Regions from separate parts of the Mus musculus genome. Here regions 1, 2 and 4 are each linked to region 3. A link is a contact called in public Hi-C and HiChIP or PLAC-seq data. All regions are on one chromosome and are shown on one strand. The core of a region is the stretch at or near the end of the contact, and the rest is flanking DNA. Distances in the headings are between cores, read along the strand shown. Region 1 overlaps Btrc (beta-transducin repeat containing protein). Region 2 overlaps Elovl3 (elongation of very long chain fatty acids (FEN1/Elo2, SUR4/Elo3, yeast)-like 3). Region 3 has its middle 7.3 kb from the start of Oga. Region 4 has its middle 14 kb from the start of Gm29595.

Evidence for each region. Hi-C and Micro-C count contacts between places; a contact is called where the count stands out from the background. HiChIP or PLAC-seq counts read pairs in DNA pulled down with a chosen protein or histone mark.
Region 1: a contact with region 3 is called in a Hi-C map of the G1E-ER4 cell line, with 4 times the contacts expected there. The contact joins two enhancer-like sites. A contact is called at or near these places in 1 of 39 promoter capture datasets (pre-B cells), 1 of 484 Hi-C or Micro-C datasets (the G1E-ER4 cell line) and 1 of 115 datasets of contacts at active chromatin or transcription factors (embryonic hindbrain).
Region 2: a contact with region 3 is called in an HNF4G HiChIP or PLAC-seq map of pancreatic cancer cells. The contact joins two enhancer-like sites. A contact is called at or near these places in 4 of 484 Hi-C or Micro-C datasets (the C10 cell line, Th1 cells and embryonic stem cells), 2 of 115 datasets of contacts at active chromatin or transcription factors (pancreatic cancer cells and thymic regulatory T cells) and 1 of 9 other capture datasets (pancreatic islet).
Region 4: a contact with region 3 is called in an H3K27ac HiChIP or PLAC-seq map of embryonic stem cells, with 3 times the contacts expected there. The contact joins two enhancer-like sites. A contact is called at or near these places in 3 of 39 promoter capture datasets (the C10 cell line, liver and pre-B cells) and 1 of 115 datasets of contacts at active chromatin or transcription factors (embryonic stem cells).

Annotation. Positions count from the first base shown.
Region 1 is chr19:45,449,144-45,452,067 of GRCm38.p6, forward strand. The region is part of intron 2 of Btrc (beta-transducin repeat containing protein); the gene reads left to right. It also overlaps the pseudogene Gm6807. Among named protein-coding and RNA genes, the nearest start is that of Btrc, 87 kb to the left of the region's middle. Within about 2 kb of position 1,343, at least 4 of the 459 cell types and tissues checked have an H3K27ac peak or open chromatin away from gene starts, as enhancers often do. A contact at or near this core is called in the G1E-ER4 cell line, where this site is marked.
Region 2 is chr19:46,134,730-46,137,624 of GRCm38.p6, forward strand. It overlaps Elovl3 (elongation of very long chain fatty acids (FEN1/Elo2, SUR4/Elo3, yeast)-like 3), which reads left to right. Exons shown (of 4, transcript NM_007703.2): 4 at 1-965. The coding sequence ends at 73. It overlaps Pitx3 (paired-like homeodomain transcription factor 3), which reads right to left. Exons shown (of 4, transcript NM_008852.4): 2 at 2,636-2,765; 3 at 2,254-2,456; 4 at 956-1,876. The coding sequence starts at 2,753. The coding sequence ends at 1,289. Among named protein-coding and RNA genes, the nearest start is that of Elovl3, 4.3 kb to the left of the region's middle. Within about 2 kb of position 1,477, at least 119 of the 459 cell types and tissues checked have an H3K27ac peak or open chromatin away from gene starts, as enhancers often do. A contact at or near this core is called in Th1 cells and pancreatic cancer cells, where this site is marked.
Region 3 is chr19:45,789,447-45,792,224 of GRCm38.p6, forward strand. No RefSeq gene overlaps it. Among named protein-coding and RNA genes, the nearest start is that of Oga, 7.3 kb to the left of the region's middle. Within about 2 kb of position 1,340, at least 185 of the 459 cell types and tissues checked have an H3K27ac peak or open chromatin away from gene starts, as enhancers often do. A contact at or near this core is called in the G1E-ER4 cell line, Th1 cells, embryonic stem cells and 1 more, where this site is marked.
Region 4 is chr19:45,287,628-45,290,508 of GRCm38.p6, forward strand. No RefSeq gene overlaps it. Among named protein-coding and RNA genes, the nearest start is that of Gm29595, 14 kb to the right of the region's middle. Within about 2 kb of position 1,359, at least 5 of the 459 cell types and tissues checked have an H3K27ac peak or open chromatin away from gene starts, as enhancers often do. A contact at or near this core is called in embryonic stem cells, where this site is marked.

The DNA of each region.
Region 1 (2,924 bases), core at 93-2,592, 340 kb before region 3:
TATTTATTTATTGAGCATCTATTGACCCTATTTTCTGTAACGTGTTGAGCTGTGGAGAAAGCTATGATGGTATTTTAATTGTCACTTGAGTCAAGATTTTTTAAAATTTACATTTAATCCCTCCCTCCCCACCCCCATCTGTGTGTGTGTGTGTGTGTGTGTGTGTGTGTGTGTGTGTGTGGAGAGGCAGGAAGTTAAATGTATAAATGCTGGAGCACTCATAAGATAGCTTGCAGGGGTTGGCTCTCTTCCTACACTGCAAAGGTCCCAGGAATTGAACTCTGGTCACCTTGGTGACAAATATCTTTCACTGCGCCTTCTCACCAAGCTTGGAATTGAGAATTGAGACTTTAGTAGACGAAGGGATAGGAAAGCAGGCTCCTATCATAGGCGGGGGCGATTCAGTTAGCAAAGCTGTGACGGCGTATTTATAACTCTAGCACTTGTTGTCTACACACCGAGTGCAGGGTCATCCAGGCCCTAGAACAAAACTGTGGCCAAAGAGAAAGAGCCAAGTGTGATGGCACATACCTGGGACCCTAGCATTCAGGATGAGGCAGGAGTATTGTCACAGGTAGAGGCTGGCCTCAGTTAAACAGTGAGACTCTGTCTGAGAGTCTGAGAGGAAGGAGGGGAACAGAGGGGGAGGAAGAGTAGAATGGGAAGGGAAAAGAATGAAAGGAAAGAAGTAGAAAATTGACGAATGGTAAACGGTGTGTGCTTTGTGGAAGTTAAATTGGCCAGGTTACTAGGGTTTTAATGTATTGAGCTGGGGACAGGGAAGTAGGACCATAAAAGTTTCCAACTCTTCTGTGTACTGCTGGCTGTGCTGGAACTTGCTATGTAGACAAGCTAGCCGTGAACTCATAGACAAGTGAGACAGTGAGGATCTGATTAGAAATGCTGCGGAGGGGTTAAAGATTTAGTACGCTAAATTTGGATGTGCTGATTTTGAGACAGTTTATCATCTGACTCCTTTGTGAGACAGGTCTTATTGTGTATTCCAAGCTGGTCTTGAACTTGCAAGAGGAGTCCACCTGCTTTAGCTTCTTAAGTACTGGGATTAAAGGCACATGCCACCATGCCATCTCAGAACCTCTCCCCCCCTCCCCCCCGTTACATTTTTTTTTTTAACCTATGAAGCTGTTTAATGAGGTTAACAATTTAGAAGACCAGTTTGTGAGGATACATCCCGTTTGTCAGGGAAAACTGAGAGCGCAGGTAGCCCTGGAGCTGAGGAACAGCTTTAATCTTTGGCAAAATCTGCAAATCCACAGCTTTCTGGTCAGCCTTTCGCTGCTCTGTAATCTCGTATTTGTCCTTCTCCGTGTCGAAGATCTCGCCCTCCTGATGCCTGGGCTTGCGCAGCTGCTTCTTGAAGTAAGCATCAGTCAGGTGTTTGGGGATTTTAACATCGCTGATACCAACTTTTGTAGAGGTGGCAATGACAAACTTCTGGTGTGTTCTGCGCAGAGGAACTCTGTTGATGACAAGAGGCCCAGTCACAAGCAGCAAGCCACTGTCCAGCTGCTTCAGGAAAACCACTCTCTTGCCCCTGTGGCGCCCAGCGAGGATGATCAGGAGAGTCCGGGGAGTGATGCTGGAGCGGAGCCTTCTCACGTGCTGGCTGAAGGGCTTCTTGCCATGGCTCAGCAGCTTCCGAGGCACGTCTTCGGTGGGATAATACCTAGGCATTTTTCGAAGCTTCACCACCCGGGTGCCACCGTTCTTGTCCCCACCAACTGTTTTGGTGACAGTAGCAAGGACCTTCTCTTTTTTCTTCTTCTTCTCAACCTTGGTCTTGGCAGCCGAGTATTTCCTTTTGTACAGGGCCTTCCTGGAGTACATAGCAGAACGGGAGTACCTGCCAATTCCTCTCACCAGGACAGGGTTTCGGCTACAATGGGGCTTCGCCTTCTTGGGCTTTTTACCCTTAGGGTGAACCTTTTTGGCTACTTTGGCGGCCCGGGGCCGGGAGGCAGCAGCATCACTGCCAGCCTTCTTGGCCGCAGGTTTCTTCTCCTTTGTATCAGGCGCTTTTTCACCCGCCATCTTGCAAGACGGGAAAGAGAACTAAGGCAGCGGCTTCCGGTCTATAAGCAATGACACACCCCCCCCCCCCCCCCCCGTGACATTTTTATTGCCAGTTACTTCTGAAGATATTTTCAAAAAAAAAAAAAAAGGCATTTGCGGTCTGCCTAAACAGTATCTCACTTTTAAGAATTATTAATACTTTATCTTCTTATGCCACCATCCTCTCTGTTATCAATATTATGTCTCAGCCTGGGCTATATCTGAGACCCTGTTTCAAAAAAAAAAAAAAAACACACCCAAAAAAATTAAACTTAAGCAAAAACTGCATCTCGTTTTAATTGTAAGCAATTTACCTAAGGTGGAAAAAATACTTTTGGTGTTAATATAAAAGGTAAAAAGCTATATAGAATTTTTTAAATTTTGTTTTTTAATCCCACCCCTCTGTGTGTGTGTGTGTGTGTGTGTGTGTGTATGTGTATGTGTGATATGACAACCTGGGAGAGTCAGTTCTCACCCTCCACAGTGTGGGCCCTAAGGATGGACTCAGGTTATCAGGCAGTCAGTGTCTGTATCTTTGACAACATCTTACTTACTGGCTCTAGAATCTTTTTCAAAGTCCTATTCACAGATTTTTTTTTTCAGGGAGTTTTTGCTCAAGGACTACAAACACATTGAACCTATTGTTTTCTGTAATGAGGTGTTCTGGCTGTTGGAAATAAATTATCCTCAGCAGTCATATTTGCTTAGGGTTTTGTGACAGGATGTAAGTTTCGGGTACTGAAGAAGTAAGTTTCTAGACTGTGTACTGAATGCACGAAGCCCTGTATTTGATTCCTGGGACCATGTAAAGTCATATTTGCGGGTATATATGACTATATCCATATTTGCGG
Region 2 (2,895 bases), core at 227-2,726, 350 kb after region 3:
CATCCTATTCGCTCACTTCTTCCACCGAGCCTACCTCAGGCCCAAGGGCAAAGTTGCATCCAAGAGCCAATGAGAGTAGGAAAGAAAGATGGAGCCTCAGCCGTTCCTCCGTGGCACTAAGGGTATGGGAGAATGATTAGGGTACCTCCCTGTATGGTTTCCCCCATGGGATATGTACCCTCAAAGTTGCAGGAAGCTATGACAACCAAGAAATGTCACCCTTGGGGATAGGGGGTGTGTGGTTTGGTACTTTGATGTTTCTGTCTTTAATGTGAAGGAAAACCAAGCCCTAGGAAGGAGATAGGACTGAGGTCCTTAAAATGGAGTTATTTATATTTATATTTAGAAATCTTTCTCTTCTTGCTCTATTTTTAAAAGAGGTCAACATGATCTTGAGGATTTGTGGACTTGGAGGGGAGGGGAGAGTGGACTGACTCTGTGGTAGGAGGAGGCTGACTCTGGGGAGTGAGTGATCTGCAGGGGGGGAGCCTGAGGGTGTGTGGAAGGACAGAGGCACACACAAACACTCAATAAGAATTCTAGGCCTGGTAGGCGCTTAATAAATGTCTTTTACAGACTAGAAGTTTATTGCTGTTAGAGACCCAAGCCTCTGAAAGGAACAGTGAGAAACAAGTCCTAAAATCATAGGCTAAACTGCAGAAGAGATCGCTGCGTGGAAGCACGGGTGACCAGACCTACCGGCTGTCCTCCCAGAGACCACCAGGTGGCGTCGCAGCACCAGCAGAGAACGATCCCTGTCAGCTAGCTGGTCACACCAAGCTTCATACTCCTTTTACTCCAGGAGACCCTGCTTCCCTATCCTGGAGGAAAGGAGTGAGACGGCAACCTTAGAAGCCTGGACGCTCACTCGGTTCCTGTACATCCAGCTGTCCTTTTGGACAATGGGAAGGATGAAGGGAAGGAGGGCTCAACCGCAAGTCTGAATCATCAGGCCTTTGACAGTCCGCGCACGTTTATTTCATTGATCTTTGAAAATGGGATAGGGGGAGTCTGGAGAAGGCGGGGTGAGCCAAGGGTGAATTGGCCCTGGGGGAGCTGGTCCCTGTTCCTGGCCTTAGTCCTAGGGGCGCGGTCTCCGCATAGGGGTCAGACCACCGCTCGGGGGCTGCGAGGGAAAAGGCCCTCTTCGAAGCCCGCGGCCTCTTCCCGGGTGCTCTGGCACCCCTTTCAGACCCTGGGACGAGGGCAAGCCAGTCTAGGCGACCCCTGTCCGGAGAGGCTGTGAATTACTGCCCCGCCCTCGGGGATGGATCCACAGACCTGCGGCTCACACCGGCCGTTCCACGGCGTACTGGCAGGGGCTAAGGTTAGCGGCCGGCGGCGGCCCGGGCACGGCGGGATAGCTGAAAGAGGCGTGCTGCTTGGCTTTGAGCCGCAGGCTAGCCAGGCTCGAGTTACACGGGTCCCGGTATACATAGGGGGAGGAGGCGGCTGCAGCGGCGGCTGCGGCGGCCGAGGCGTAAGGGCAGGACACTGCCCCGGAGGACACGGCGGCTGGAGCCAGCCCGGGGGGTGCCCCGCCCAGGCCCTGCAAGGCTCCGGGACCTGGTACGGTGCCCGGGGCAGCGGCGGCCGAGGGCACCATAGAAGCGGCGATGGAGCTGGGCGGTGAGAATACAGGCTGTGAAGCCAGAGGCCCCACGTTGACCGAGTTGAAGGCGAACGGGAAGGTCTTGGCGGCGAGCGGCGGGGCGAGAGCCTTGGGCGGCCAGTTGCCGTACGAGTAGCCCGGGTACACCTCCTCGTAGGGTGGCACCAGGCCCCCGAGCGGGGCTGCGAAGCCACCTTTGCACAGCTCCGCCTGCTGGCTGCGCTCCCGCTTCCGCCACTTGGCGCGCCGGTTCTTGAACCACACCTGCGGGTATCCGAGAAAGGCTGTCAGGAGGTGGAGTGGCTGGGGACTGGGCCACCCACAGTAGGATCGAGCCCGGGCGGGGAAGATCAGAGGTGCATGGTGGATGCAGGCTGGAAGGGAGGAGCGCACCGAGCCTGGGGGCCAGAGAAGTGAAGCCAGGGGCCGCAGGGTTTGGGGGAACAGCTCGGGATCAAAGAGAGATGAGGGGAAGGTAGAGCCTTGGTCCCAGCCGAGGAATCGAGTGATGGGGGTGGCAGGCAAGGCAGCAGGAGGGTGGGGAACTGGGCCCGACGTGGCACCGGCCCCGCAGAGTCACCAGCTACTTGGGATGGGGGGTGGGGGGCACGAGAGCGAGGTGCGCGCAGGTGGGGCCATACCCGCACGCGGGCCTCAGTGAGGTTGGTCCACACCGCGATCTCTTCGCGGGTGCTCATGTCAGGGTAGCGATTCCTCTGGAAGGTGGCCTCCAGCTCCTGCAGCTGCTGGCTGGTGAAGTGCGTGCGCTGCCGCCGCTGCTTCTTCTTCAGAGAGCCGTCCTCGGGGGAGCCCCCCGGCAGTGAGGCCGAGGCCTTCTCCGAGTCTGAGGGCCAGAATGTGGCAGGTCATAGGGCGCTAGGGCCTGTGCGGAGTCTCTGGTTCAGGGGCCTCAAGGAATTCCTCAGCCCCTGGCTGGCTCCCGCTCAGGTTATCACTCTCGCTCCCACCCCGCATCAAGGCTAAACTGTTTTCTCCTCCACCCCCAGAAGGGGGCGCGCTCACCACTGTGCTCCTGCCCCTTGCAGCCATGTTCTGGAAGCGGAGGGTGTGGAGTGCCTGCGTCCGATAACGACAGCGCAGGGCTTCGCGCCTCTGCCTCACCAAGCAGCCCAAACTCCATGGAGGGAGGTCTCTAGTAGAGGAAAGAGAAGACATATGTCAGGTTAATAGAAGTAAAGATCAGGGGCTTAGGGATACCCTGATGTGGTGCGTGCCTGTGACCCTAGTACTCAAGAGGCAGAAACAGGAAGATCTTCACTCTA
Region 3 (2,778 bases), core at 90-2,589:
TGAGCTTTGTTTTTTGAAAGACTTCTCCCCTGCCTTCTAGAGTGTGTGGCCACTGCTGACCCCATTGCAAACCTTCCCTCCTCTGCTCCACGCTGCTAAGATTTACACCTTGCCTGCCCTGTTGTTCTCCCAGATGCTAATAAAGTAATGAAACAGTCCTGAACTTCCTTCAGAGTCTGTCTCTATGGCTCATTTAACAGTGAGACTTAGAACTCACAGACTGAAACCCTAGCCCTTCCCCGCCCCCCCATAACAATTCCAGAAGCCGCCACCACCAACAGCAACAACATCAAAAAAAGGAAATAAACCGGGTGGTGGTGGCGGCCCATGCCTTTAATCCCAGCACTTGGGAGGCAGAGGCAGGTGGATTTCTGAGTTCGAGGCCAGCCTGGTCTACAAAGTGAGTTCCAGGACAGCCAGGGCTATACAGAGAAACCCTGTCTCAAAAAAACCAAAAAAAAAAAAAAAAAAAAAAAATCAATAAGGCTGGAGAGATGGCTCAGTGGTTAAGAGCACTGGCTTCTCTTCCAAGAGGTCCTGAGTTCAATTCCCAGCAACCATATGGGGTTTACAACCATCTCTAATGGAATTCCATGTCTTGATCTGATATGTCTGAAGAGAGCAACATTGTACTCATATACATAAAATAAATTAAAAAAAAAAAAAAAAAAAGGAAGCCGGGCATGGTGGCGCACGCCTTTAATCCCAGCACTCGGGAGGCAGAGGCAGGTGATTTTCTGAGTTCGAGGCCAGCCTGGTCTACAAAGTGAGCTCCAGGACATCCAGAGCTATACCGAGAAACCCTGTCTCGAAAAACCAAAAAAAAAAAAAAAAAAAAAAAAGGAAAAACATCTGGAGGGTATACCCCATCCTAGGTTCTTGACTTAGGATCTGAGGATGAACTTCAGGGAGTGGGGTGTGGGGGTTGGGAGGGGGGGTAACAGCTCAGTGAACAGTATATACCAGGCCCTGGCTTTCACACCCAGCAACCTCTCAAAACCAAACCAGTGAGATGGAAACAAACATTAGCCCCACCCCCTGCTCACTCCCTGCGGATCAAAACCCACAATTTCGATCATATCTTTAATTTGAAACCAAAGAACCAAAGGAACAGGGTTCTCTGATGAGATACTCAGGAAACAGACAACATGACCACTGGGGAAGTTAGGTATTTTCTGTGATACTTGGGACTGACGCCTGGGCCTCCAAAGTCCTGAGTATTTAGTCCTACCAGGAGCCTTTACTTCTTTGAAACAAACCTCTCCATTGACCTCGTCAGTGTATAGGGAGGGAGAGGGCCTGACTTCCTCCTTTGGGTGAGTCAGCACGCAAAAGAGTTCCTACCATTCACCACGCCCAGTGAACAAGCACTCAGGAAATAGGTCCTTGCCCCAGGTGGCCTGCCCAAGTCAGTCCCTTTGATCACATAGTCACTTACATAATGGCAGCCCCCCCCCCCATTTGCATTTGATGGGAACAATTTTTTTAATGGCAAACAACTTGTGAATTGGTGACATGGTGTTCATGTGGAGATCAAAGGGCCCACGGGACAGAAGACAGGTCATCGGGCCTGGAGGCAAGCCTGGGTCTCTCTGTCCAGTCCACAACGGGTGTCCCAGGGGTGGGACTCAAGTCCTTAGGCTTGACAGCTAACATCTTAACCTGCTGAGACAGCTCATTAGTTGTGGACTCTCTTTAATAATGCCCAACTTGCACTTGCAAGGCAGAGGCAGGTGGATTTCTGAGTTCGAGGCCAGCCTGGTCTATACAGTGAGTTCCAGGACAGCCAGGGCTACACAGAGAAACCCTGTCTTGGGGAAAAAAAACAAAAAACAAAACCAAACAAAAAAAACAAAACCAAACAAAAAAACAACAAAAAAAAAGATTTTAAGAAAGTTTGCCAAAGCTGGGTGTAATCCTAGGCCCAAGCTGGTGGAGACAGGTGAGTCAGGTGGAGACAGGTGGATTTCTGGGAACTTTGGGCCAGCCAGTCTAACTTAACAGGTGAGCTGAATTTTCAGTGAGAGACCCTGCCTCAAAATACAGGCTGGAAGAAGACACTCAAACACTGCCCTCTGGCCTCCACTGGCACATGCAGGAGCACCTACAACCCACACAGAAAATACACACACACACACACACACACACACACACACACACAAACAGGCACACACAAGAAAGAAGGAAAATATCATAGGAAACCCTATTATTTTGTATGCTAACAACGATAACAACAAATTCTAAGAAAAAGTATTGAAGGCCATCCTTGGGTAGGAAACATTTTCTCAAAATGAGAGAGAGAACATAAGAAAAGTCAATGAAGCTAAATTCTGAAAATATGTAAATGTATATATGCATGATATATCATGTGTGAGTATTTGCTTTAGTTTTTAGAATTCACATTCATGTTGAAATGGAATGGCAAAATTTTCATTTTCCAGAACGGGGATAAAATACATTTATGGCAAGGTGGGGGGAGACAACACGCTTAGCACATACAGCCTTTAGACGGCATCCCACCTTTCCTGTGTCCTCTCGAGTCATGAGAGGAGATCCCTGTAGGGGCTGATTTCCAACGTGAGTCCTGGTCATGTGCCAAGTCGCAGCCACACTTGAAAAGACAAGCACTTCCTTGAGAGGTTTTTTTTTTGGGGGGGGGGGTTGGTTGTTTTGTTTTGTTTTGTTTTGAGACAGGGTTTCTCTGTGTAGCCCTGGCTGCCCTGGAACTCACTTTATAGACCAGGCTGGCCTCGAACTCAGAAATCCGCCTGCCTCTGC
Region 4 (2,881 bases), core at 109-2,608, 500 kb before region 3:
TTGTTCATTTGGGGGATTGAACGAAGAGCCTTCTTCATGCTAAGCACACACCAGCCAAAGGAAAGCATTGCTACCTCCATGAGGCTCTGAGTGGCTAATGGTTTGAATAAGGTGACACGGATGACAGGTAACAGAACCAATGTGTAAACACACAGCTGTCCCTGTGCCCAAATGTGCTCAAATAGGTTGTGTTGCCTCTCTCCTGCCACATAGTATGGAGCAAAAGCCTTGCTTATTCCTCCCAAGTTGCTCTGTGGAGCCAGAGGACCAGCTTACTAAGGATGGCTGAGTTTGATGAGTGGATGCCTGTGAAGAGGTTGTGCTTGGGACACTCAACACTAAGGAGGGAGCACAGACATCAGCACAGACCCACAGAGGGGCTCCCAGTGGCAATGGAAACCCATCCTAGATCAGAACTGTTCTTTGAGAAGGAGGGAGGGAAGGAGAAAGGGGAGAAAGAGAGAGAGAGAGAGAGAGAGAGAGAGAGAGAGAGAGAGGGAGAGAGAGAGAGAGAAAGGAAAAGAAATACTACCCTTAATCAACTCAGACCCTAGTTCCCTCATCTGTAAGATGTAGAAAATATGGTTAAGTAAAAGAATGAGGGGCTGGTGAGATGGCTCAGCAGGTAAGAGCACCCGACTGCTCTTCCGAAGGTCCAGAGTTCAAATCCCAGCAACCACATGGTGGCTCACAACCATCCGTAACAAGACCTGACTCCCTCTTCTGGTGTGTCTGAAGATAGCTACAGTGTACTTATATATAATAATAAATAAATCTTTAAAAAAAAAAAAAAAAGAATGAGGAGCAGCCAGTGCCACACCAAACATAAATTAAGATAGTGTGGGACATGTTTTGTTTGTTTGGTACAGGATCTAACTATGCAGCCCAGGCTGGCCTGAAGCTTACAGTCTTCCCTCTTTGGCCTCCTGACTGATAGCAAATTAGAATTTTCAACTTCATAGGATTTTTGTCTTATCAAAGTGTGTACTTTTATTTACTTAATCTATATCTTTCTCATTATTGTTGTTGTTGTTGTTGTTTTGGTTTTTTGTTTGTTTTTCATTTTTGTTTTGTCTTTGTTTTTTTGAGACAGGGTTTCTCTGTATAGCCCTGGCTGTTCTGGAACTCACTCTGTAGACCAGGCTGGCCTAGAACTCAGAAATCCGCCTGCCTCTGCCACCACTTGTGCCACCACGCCCAGATTGAAAGCAGGGTTTCTTTGTGTAGCATTGGTTGTCCAGGAACTCACTCAGTAGATCAGCCTGGCCTTGAACTCACAGAGATCAGGAGTGCTAGGATGAAAGGGGTGGGCTACCACCACTGCCCAGCTCATCTACATATTTCTGATTTACAAAAGAGAGTTTCACAGAGGATTTCTACACTTTTCCTTTTGGTCTTTCTCACTGATCCTCTTGCTCCTTCCTTGTCCCTTCTTTTGCCTCAACCCATGTTCCTCCTTCCATTTTGTTCAATGTCCTCCCTTCTCCTCCCTTAAAGTCTCTGTCTGTCTGTCTGTCTGTGTATCTGTCTGTCTTTGTCTGTCTGTGTGTCTCTCTGCTTCTCTCTGTTCCTCTGTTTCTCTCTCTGTCTCTCTCTGTCTCTCTCTGTCTCTCTCTGTCTCTCTGTCTCTGTCTCTCTCTGTCTCTCTGTCTCTCTGTCTCTCTCTCATTTTGTTACTGTGAAACTTAGGGTCCCCAGTCTCAATAATGAAACAACTTAGAAGTGGATTCAAGGACAATGTTGTTAGAATTTAAGGGGAAACAAGTCAGCTGCCTCCAGGAGAAGAGATGGAGAAAAGTCACACCTTCTAAGTTAGGCCGGAAGAGAAATAGAATTTTTTTTAACTTAAACACTTTTCACACAGTAGATTAGGATCATGTTTTCCCCTTGCCCAGATCCTCCCAGATCCCAGCCCCCACCTCTTTCCCAGCCCACCCTTATGTTTTTTTGATTCTCTCTATCTTTAAAAAAAACAACAACAACAAATAAGCCAGGCAGTGGTGGCACACGCCTTTAATCCCAGCACTCGGGAGGCAGAGGCAGGTGGATTTCTGAGTTCGAGGCCAGCCTGATCTACAGAGTCAGTTCCAGGATAGCCAGGGCTATACAGAGAAACCCTGTCTCGAAAAATCAAAAAACAAACAAACAAACAAACAAATAAGAACAACAAAAGCACGTGCAAAAAGTATGTTCCTAAAAAACCTGGGGAGGGGTGGGGGGCTCAAATAAATAAAAAAGACAAAAAGTTTACAAAAATACCATTGGGTTCATTTTGTGTTTGTCAACTACTCCTGGCACCAGGAATATGGTTAATATTCCCAATGAGACTCCATTTAAAAAGGGGGAGGGCTGGAGCGATGGCTCAGCAATTAAGAGCACTGACTGCTCTTCCAGAGGTCCTGAGTTTAAATCCCAGAAACCACATGATGACTCACAACCATCTGTAATGGGGTCTGATGCCTTCTTCTGGTGTGTCTGAAGACAGCTACAGTGTGCATTAAATACATTAAATAAATGCTCTGAACCACAAAGCCATCTCTCCAGCCCATAAATAGTTCTTTAAAAAATAAAATAAAATTTAAAAAGCTGATTTTTCCATAACCAGCAGTTATCAGCTGCAGATAGCTTCTTGCTTAGGAGTAGGCGCCCCAGTCCACTTCCTCCTCTCAGTGCTGGGACCCTGTCCGGCCTGAACCTGAATAAGCCTCTTGGCTGCTACCACAGTCTATGTGAGTGCATCCATCCTGTTGTACTGGAAGACATTGTTTCTTTGCAATCACCCAGTCACCTCTGGTTCTTACAATCTTTCTCCCTCCTCTTCTGAGTAAATCCCAGAGCCTTGAAGGGAGAGATGTAATAGAGACACCCCACTGAGACCTGA